Linked DNA regions of Mus musculus: region 2 is linked to region 1. The links are chromatin contacts, called in public HiChIP or PLAC-seq maps. All regions are on one chromosome and are shown on one strand. The core of a region is the stretch at or near the end of the contact, and the rest is flanking DNA. Distances in the headings are between cores, read along the strand shown. Region 1 has its middle 9.6 kb from the start of 4930573C15Rik. Region 2 overlaps Gm35112 (a long non-coding RNA gene).

Evidence for each region. HiChIP or PLAC-seq counts read pairs in DNA pulled down with a chosen protein or histone mark.
Region 2: an H3K4me3 HiChIP or PLAC-seq map of neural tube shows a contact between it and region 1, with 4 times the contacts expected there. The contact joins two enhancer-like sites. A contact is called at or near these places in 2 of 39 promoter capture datasets (embryonic stem cells and liver), 5 of 15 datasets of contacts at CTCF or cohesin (the NIH/3T3 cell line, embryonic stem cells, large pre-B cells and 2 more), 13 of 484 Hi-C or Micro-C datasets (the Ba/F3 cell line, CD4 T cells, bone marrow-derived DN3 thymocytes and 9 more), 14 of 115 datasets of contacts at active chromatin or transcription factors (craniofacial prominence, differentiating embryonic stem cells, embryonic basal ganglia and 10 more) and 2 of 9 other capture datasets (liver and macrophages).

The regions. Positions count from the first base shown.
Region 1 is chr5:146,711,333-146,715,445 of GRCm38.p6, reverse strand. No RefSeq gene overlaps it. Among named protein-coding and RNA genes, the nearest start is that of 4930573C15Rik, 9.6 kb to the right of the region's middle. Within about 2 kb of position 2,690, at least 45 of the 459 cell types and tissues checked have an H3K27ac peak or open chromatin away from gene starts, as enhancers often do. A contact at or near this core is called in neural tube, where this site is marked.
Region 2 is chr5:147,291,314-147,295,567 of GRCm38.p6, reverse strand. It overlaps Gm35112 (a long non-coding RNA gene), which reads left to right. Exons shown (of 4, transcript XR_868711.3): 2 at 958-1,045; 3 at 1,151-1,248. Among named protein-coding and RNA genes, the nearest start is that of Gm35112, 4.5 kb to the left of the region's middle. Within about 2 kb of position 2,262, at least 69 of the 459 cell types and tissues checked have an H3K27ac peak or open chromatin away from gene starts, as enhancers often do. A contact at or near this core is called in neural tube, where this site is marked.

The DNA of each region.
Region 1 (4,113 bases), core at 1,441-3,940:
TTTGCAGCTCTGGGGACCAAACGTAGGATGTCCTGCACACGACACAAGTGTCCTCCCACTAAGCCACACCCATAGCTCCATTTATTTCTCTCTGAGACAGGGTGTCACTACATAACCCAGTCTAATCCAAAGCTAGGAATTCTTGCCTCCAGCTCCTGAGTGCTGGGGTGATACGTGCGCGCCACTGTGGCTCCTGGTGATCTGTGCCCACACATGGGTTTGACGCGTGTAGATTTCAGTGACTCTCTGCTGTGTGTTCTCACTGAGATCCCCAGAATGAAGTGTGCGCTCTTGGGTTTTCTAAGCAAGCTGTACTCCGTTTGTTCTGCTCGATGCTTGGGCAGTGTGATCGCTCACCCGGTGCCCAATTTCCCCCTGTGCTTCATGCCTCCTTCAAGACTCAGCCAAAACATCAAGCCACGCAGACACTCCTGGCCCTCCTCTCAGGTTGAATGCAGTGTTCTAGGGCATGTTTTGGTTTTTTGTTTGTTTTGTTTTAGAGGGTGTATGTGGGTGTACTTGCATGTGTGTATGTTGTAGGTCTGTAGATATGAGTGCTGTCCTAGGGTTACTACTGATGTGATAAATACCATGACCAAAAGTAACCTGAGGGCAGAAAGGGTTTATTAGGCTCTCACATCCTAGGTCACAATCTACTGAAAGAAGCCAAGGTAGGAACCTGGATGCAGGAGCTGATGTAGAGACCACAGAGGGATGCTACTTACTGGCTTGTTCCTCATGGTTTGCTCAGCCTCCAATTTATTTATTTATTTATTTATTTATTTATTTATTATATGTAAGTACACTGTAGCTGTCTTCAGACACTCCAGAAGAGAGCATCAGTTTTCATTACAGATGGTTGTGAGCCACCATGTGGTTGCTGGGATTTGAACTCAGGATCTTTGGAAGAGCAGTCGGCGCTCTTAACCACTGAGCCATCTCACCAGCCCCTTCCAAATTTTACAAAACCTAGGACCATAAGCCTAGGGTTGTCCCCACAGTTGGCTGGTACCTCCCACATCCATCACTAAGACAATGCTCTACATCCTTGCCTACAGCCGGATCTTATGGAGGCACGTTCTCAGTTGAGGCTCCTTCCTCTCAGATGACTTTAGATTGTGTCAAGGTAACAGAAAGCCAGCCAGTATAGGCGCACAGAGCCAGAGTTAACAGGTGGTTGTGAGCCATCCAGTGTGGGTGCCAGGAATTGAACTCTGGACCTCCGGAAGAATAGCAGTCGGCCCTTAACTGCTGAGGCATCTCCTCAGCCCCTTAAAGATTTATTTAATGTGTTGGGCCAAAAATCTACGGCCTAATGGGAAGACCTGAGCCTGGTTGGAGTCCAGGGACCTGCCTCGCTCACTTCTGTACTAGAGTGACTCAGCACGACCTGCTTAGGCCCGCCTTTGCCTAGCTACCGCTGATGTGGAATAACTTCATTGGCCCTGTCAGTCACCCCATACCCTCCCTCACCCTTCCCTGCCGCCTCCCTCAACCCTATATAAGCATGAGGCTGATTTAATTAAAATCAGTTCCTGCTCTGACAAGACTCCCGGCCCTGGTGTGTTTCTTTCCGGCCATGGCCATCGACACTCGCTATTCAGCTCAGCCCTGGATAGACTCCGCTGGACCCGGTCCTCTCCTCTCTCCTGGACCTGCGGGCAAAGAGCTGACATTGATGTGTATGAGTGCTTTGCCTCCATGTTTGTATGTATGCTATATGATGTTGTGCCCACAGACGCCAGAAAAAAGGCTTCCGATCCCCTGGGACTGAAGTTACAGATGGTTGTGAGCCTCCATGTGGGTGCTGGGAATCAAACCCCAGTCCTCTATAGAAGAGCAGCCAGTGCTCTTAACCACTGAACCATCTCTCCAGCCCACGGTGCCATGTTTTATTCATGTTTTCTTATTGGACCCTTCGACCAGAACCTCTGAACCTTTCAGAAAACCTATTTTTCCCCTGTTCGTATCTTCCATTCGTATCTGCTGTCTGGCGCATGACACTTACTAAGGATTTATCAGAGACAAAAATCGGATTCCCTCCTTGCTGCCATGCCCTCCCCCAGGGGACTCCAGGCCTTTTGTGGAGGCACTTCTGTGGCAGGAAGCCCAGAGGGATTAGGGAATTAGGAGGCCTGCCGGTAGCAGCTGCCTCTTCAGTCTTGCCCAGTGGCCCCACGCTCCGGAGGAGGCCAGGGTGACTGGGCAGCTGCTTGCTCTTCCGCTCCTCTTCCTCTCTTCCTCGGGAACAAATGTCACAAGCCACCCAGCAGCTGAGGAAGAAATGCTTTAGCAGAGAGGGGAGTCTGCCAATTTGAGATCCCAGAGCTGAGCCGAGCTCTCATCCAGTGCAGGAGCCCATCTGAGAGACTACCCCCAGAAGCCCCACTCTGGCCATTGTGGAAAACAAACTCAAAGGTAATGAAACATAGCCGGCGAGCGCAGCGGGCCATAATGGCCTCCGTTAGCAGATACAAGTGGCCACCGGATGATTTAGGATCTCGGATTTCTCCCTTGCCAGATGTAATGCGCTCCATTAATACTCGGAGGGTTTCAGGAAACAAACGAGACTGGCTTCAGCCTGGGATGAACGAAGATGGCCGGGAGAAGCCAGCTGAGGGGGTGTGGGAGAGAGTAACCCAGGCCCGCGCCAAGGAAGCCTGCTTGGCAGGCAGGGGTGAGATGTGCACATTTCCCAGCAGGCCGAGGTCTGGGCTGCTCTCATTAGCAGGGCATCTGCCTCATTTGGTGTGCACACGGGCTCCGTGCACTTGGGAAATCAATTCTCGAGTTCAGATGCCCCACTCCAGCTGGTGCCTGCCTGGCCCAAGGGGCAGATGGATTAATGCCTTGCCCTGATGTCAAGAAAGGACCGGAGAGAGAAGTCGGCACAAGAAAGCCCGTGTCTGTCGGGCAGCGAGGCCTCGGAGTTAGGCTCTAGTGGGAGCCAATCACAATCCAGTCATTTATTCTGCAAATGGTTGCTGAGCTGAGCACGTGACTGGGGCTGGGGTCTGTGGTAGGCCCTTGGATTCAGATCTAGCTCCTGAACTCAGGTGCCTTCCTGTCTCAGGGTGGGGTGGGGAAGACAAGTCTTTGATTCCATGTGGCCATTGTTATGTGCTCCATAGAGTGTGTGCAGAGGAAGAGTGGACAGCTAAGCCAGACCAAGGGCATGAACGAGGTGACACACACAGGAGAGAAAGCCAACATTCTTAGGACCAACAGTGTGTGCCAGGCACCCTCTTCCACCTGGGGAACAGAGGCTCAGAGAAGGTCACCTCATGTAGGAGCTACCAGAGTCCAGCCCTGGGCCACATTATCCTGACTAATGCCAGCCAAGAACAAAGGGGGGGCACCACAAGCCCATGTTTGTTACATTGTTTTAGACCCTGACCAGTTTGACATCTGGAATCCTGCTTCTTGCAGGGCCTGCCTGCAAGACTAGTAGATGCCTGCAGAAGACAAACCACTTATTGGTCAGAGGCATAGTTGAGCACTTACACTCTGTTCTAGTCACCCTAAAGGCAGGACCAGAAAAGTATCGACAGCCCCTATGCACAGAGCTCACTGGTGTGAACCAACCCCACCAACCCATCTGTCTACTGTGCTTTGACTGTTTCTTCCCACAGAGACCACAATGAAAGCTTTCTACGTCGTTCCCTCCCTCTGCCCCCTGACCAACCTAGCGCTTCCCTGTCTGGCCCCATGTGTTGTGCTGTGGCCTCTTGGGGGGATCTGTGATTAACAATAGCTTCCTAACATTCTTAGTGCCAATGGCAGCTGCCTCCTGATCCATTAGCCCGGCCGCAGATGATTAATAATACAACCCACACTTAAGAACAGGCAGAGGGAAAAGCTGGGTCATGAGACCAAGAGGGAGTCTTGCCCATTCCCTGAGCCTGTAGTATAGGGCTAGAGAAGGTGGGCAGAGGTTGGTGGGTACTTGGCAAAGACAGCCTTGCATCTTGGGGAGCCTCTTGCAGGCATGAGCTGACTCAGGTTTTGTCACGATTGTGGGAGAGTCGGAGATGGGCTCTTTGTAGAAGTCCCATTGCAACAAGAAGAGAGCCAGAACCAGGGCGGGGCAATGGTATAGCATGGAGCACACTG
Region 2 (4,254 bases), core at 1,013-3,512, 580 kb before region 1:
GAGTTCACGGACATCAGTTTTAGCTTCTTTTCTCTTTTCTCGGGGCTCATGCATTGTCACAGGACGTGTGAGGTTAGCCGCTTATTGTCATAGCACCTTCTACCTGTAGCAGGAAGGACAGTGTAAGCTTTCGGAAAAACAAACAACAAACAAACAAACAAACAAAAACGCTACTTGAGGGCTAGAGAGATGGCTCAGTGGTTAAGAGCACTGGCTGCTCTTCCAAAGGATCGGGGTTCAACTCCCAGCACCCACATGGCAGCTCACAATCATCTATAACCCAGTTCCAGGGGATCTGACGTCCTCACACAGACACACATGAGGACAAAACATCAACAACATCAATGTGCATAAGAAAAAAATACATAATTAGAAAATGCCACTCGAAAAGAAAATCCTCTTTAATTTCAGGAAAGCAAACACAGAAAATAAGAGTTAATCACCGTTATATAACATACAGTGCTCTGTTATGTGGCATCTAGGTTATTTGAATTTATTGATCAGTGGTAACATCCAAATAAAGATTAATTACCTCCACCACAGATTTAGGAGTTGTTAAAAGTGACCTGGGCCACGTGGCTTTAATCCCACCACTGGAGAGACCGATATAGGTGGATTTCTGTACATTTGAAGACCAGTTTAGACTATATCTATCCAAGCTTCAGGCTGGCCAGGGCTACACCGTTGAGACTCTGTCTCAAAGAAACAAAGCAAAATAAAATCCCTCAAACGAATTAAATAACTAAACAAAGTTACTTTAGACCAACAAGAAGTAGCCTGAAACTCAGGAAGTAGCTGAGGCTGGCCGGCCTTGAACTCCTAATCTTTCTGCCTGCCCCTCCTAAGTTACAGGCATAGCTCAACAACAGCTTTGGCCCACAACTTTCAGTTTATTCCTTCTTCACTCTACCCCGGAGAAAACAGTTTGAATTTGAGCCTGATTTTTTTTTTCTACAGAATTCCTAATTGTCCGAAATATACTTGGGGAAGCACCGACCACATATCATAATACCCGTGTGCAACCAAGCCACTACGGAGAACAAAGGTCAGCCGACTTCGCGGCAAGTACCTTTACCGACTCAGCCATCTCGCCAGCCCCACTGTTTTTAATTCGAAACGCTAAGGCAGCAGCCTTGTGTATCTCCTCCAGGTAACAGGAAGAAGTCATTCCAGCTTCCTGAAGGCACAGCCCAGGCTTCTGCGCCTTCCCCAAGGTCAATGGAGCAGCCTGCCTCCCAAGGCACACAGGTGAGTCGCCTTCCTCTGGAGGAGGGCCAGAAGGCGGCGCTCTAGCCCCGGGAATGTGTGCCCCGGGAGCGGTCACAGCGTCTCCCTAAGCGTGGCGACCCGCAAAAGACTGCAGGAACTCAAAGCCCTTGCACCGCCTCTTCCAATGCCTGCACCTAGACGCATCATTGTGAGATTCAGAGCACTTTTTAGCACTTCTTTGAGGAGCTTAGTTCCGATGAGAGCCTTTTCTAATTACTTGTCTAATTAAACGCTGACTTTTAATAGTTATATTTATTTTTAGAGATAGGTTCTCACTGTCGCCCTAGCTGGACTGTAACTCCTTAAGTAGTCAAAGCTAGGATCTGCCTGCCTCTGCTTTCCAAGTGCTGGGGTTAACTAAGGACATATGCCACCACGCTCAGCTGTTTATATGCTAATTTAAAAATAAATATTTATGTGAGTTTGCTTGCCTGAGTTAACATGATTAGAAGAGAACAACATCAGATCCCCTGTAGCTGGATATGGTTGTGAGCCTGTGGGTATTGGGACCAGCATTCGGTCCTCTGCAGTCCTAGATTCCCTCCCCCCCCCCCACCGCCCCCGCCCTGTGGGGTCAGGGTAAGGGTGGGGTTGAGACAGGGCTTCTCTGCGTATCCCTGGCTGGCCTAAACCCAGGCTGGCCTCGAACTCACAGAGATCCTCCTGCCTCTGCCTCTCTGCCCCTCTGCCCCTCTGCCTCTCTGCCTCTGCCGTGCTGGGAATAAAGGCAGGGGCCAATAGGGCCCCAGCTTGATTCCCTCAATTTTAAACAGCACAAGCCTCTAAATTCGGAGCAGCGGGCAACTGGCCATCCGGCGCTGACATGCCTGGGGCTAGGAGCACCTGGAGTGGCCTCAGGCCAGACCCTGCTGAGGGCCCCAGGCTGCCCAGCTGATTTGTGCAGCTGCTGCAAATCTGTCCCTGCCAATCACCTATCCCAGTGCCGTACTCTTTTGCGGCCGCATGCGCACAAGGGTCCACTAGGGGGCGCTTGCTGCTCAGGCTGAGCTCAGGGAACCCTGCGACTGGAGAGCAAGGTAGGGCAGTTTGGGCACAGCAGGATTGAGTGGCACCCAGGGCCGAGCAGCAACACTCCGCCCCTGTCTCTGCTTCTTGGCTTGGTGGCCAAGGACACCAGGCTGGGGTCAGCCTTAGGGGGATGTTTCATGGCACAAGGTGTGAATGGACCTGCACATTTCTGCCTTTCCGGGTTGCATGTATATTTTCTCCCCTGACTCCTCTTTAACAACTGAAGGCGAGGTGTGCAAGCTGTGTGTACCAGGACCAGGTCCAATCTCATCTCAGCCAGAGGGATGCCTCTGGTTTGCCTCTCATTGTCATCAAGTCTTGCGCAGTGGCCTGCAGCTACCGTGGGTGCCATTGAGCCCAGGAATTTAGCCAGTCTGAGTAATGTAGCAACAGCCCCTCCTCCCCACCCCTCAACTCCAGACGTTTTCCTGGCTTCTGGCAATCTGGTTTCTCCTCTTGGCTTAAATTAGTGGGTCGGAGGACTGGTGTCAACCTGGGCCCCTTTTGGGGTGTGGAGAAGGACGAATGACTCAGTCGTGTGTCACAGCTAAATAATTTACTCAGGGCCCTCTCTTTGGGGAGTTTCCTTCCCCGCACCCTGCTTTTGACTTCCTGCTTTGTGAAACCCTGGGAAGAGAAAGGCTGGGTTTTAATATAAGTTAATGTTTACTGTGGCGGAGACACATGTTTCTCCAAACACCTACCCTTGCGCTGTTCTCCCCACTCCCCGCTTCCTCTGAGTAAACCTCTATCCTCCAGCGAGTCTTTCAGAAATGGAGCCATGACTTGGACACGAGGGTACATTCTGAAAATCGGGAGTCTAGAGAGTAAGAAGAAGGGCAGTTGGGCCCTGTTCTTCTCCCAAAACCACATTCTTTCCTGGTTTCCAGCAGAGCCGAGCCTGTGGCAAAGGTCGGGCTTGTACACAGTAGCTGCCACAGACAGGAGTAGCGCCCCCTTTCCGGCTAGCCTCGCCCCGACCCCTTAGAGGGCTGGAGAACACAACCTTAGAGATAAGCAGAGGCAGGCTCGGTGGGGGAGAGGAAGTGGCCAGCAAGCCAGCCAGCAGAAGTGGAGAGGCAAATTCGCTGAGTTTCAACACCCAGAAAAGATGTTAAAATGGGTGGGTGGGAGACACCGTACAAAGAACACCCCTGTCAAAGCCTGCCTGGGGTTGAGGTTCTATTAATGCACACTAACAACTCCCTCAGACATTTCCTGCCAACGCCAACACATTTAAATGGTGCAAGGGTGAAAAATGGGAAAAAATATGCAAACGTTCTTTCATGACTGTGTACATTCTAGCCGGCTGGGTTATTGATGTTGCTCTGGCTTAAGCAATTCCAACCAAGATTTATGTGTGTGTGAGCTGGAGAGATGGCTCAGCTGTAAAGAGCTCTTGCAGAGGACCTGGGTTCAGTTCTCACCACCCACACAAGGGTCATGACTCAGTCACTCATATGGTGCCCACTGTAGATATGTACGGGAAAAAACACAACCGGGAAAACAAAACCAACAAAAATACCCAACACTAAATCAATCAATCAATCATCAATCAATCAATCAATTTTAAGTAAAAAGAATTGTATTGTATACTTACACATATATGAAATAGTCTTTCTTTTCTAATATTAAAAAAACATAAAAATGGAAACTAAGTCATATTTACTTCTCTATCTTCTTCTTTTTTTGTTTTTTTGAGACAGGGTTTCTCTGTGTAGCCCTGGCTGTCCTGGAACTCACTTTGTAGACCAGGCTGGCCTCGAACTCAGAAATCCGCCTGCCTTTGCCTCCCGAGTGCTGGGACTAAAGGTGTGGGCCACCACGCCTGGCTGTAACTTATTTTCTAAATCTGGTATTGGAATGATGTGTTTATTTCCTAAATCATTTTGTGTATGCCCAACAGATACTTTTTTTCTTAACTTCTTTTTTTTTTAATTTAGATTTATTTATTTA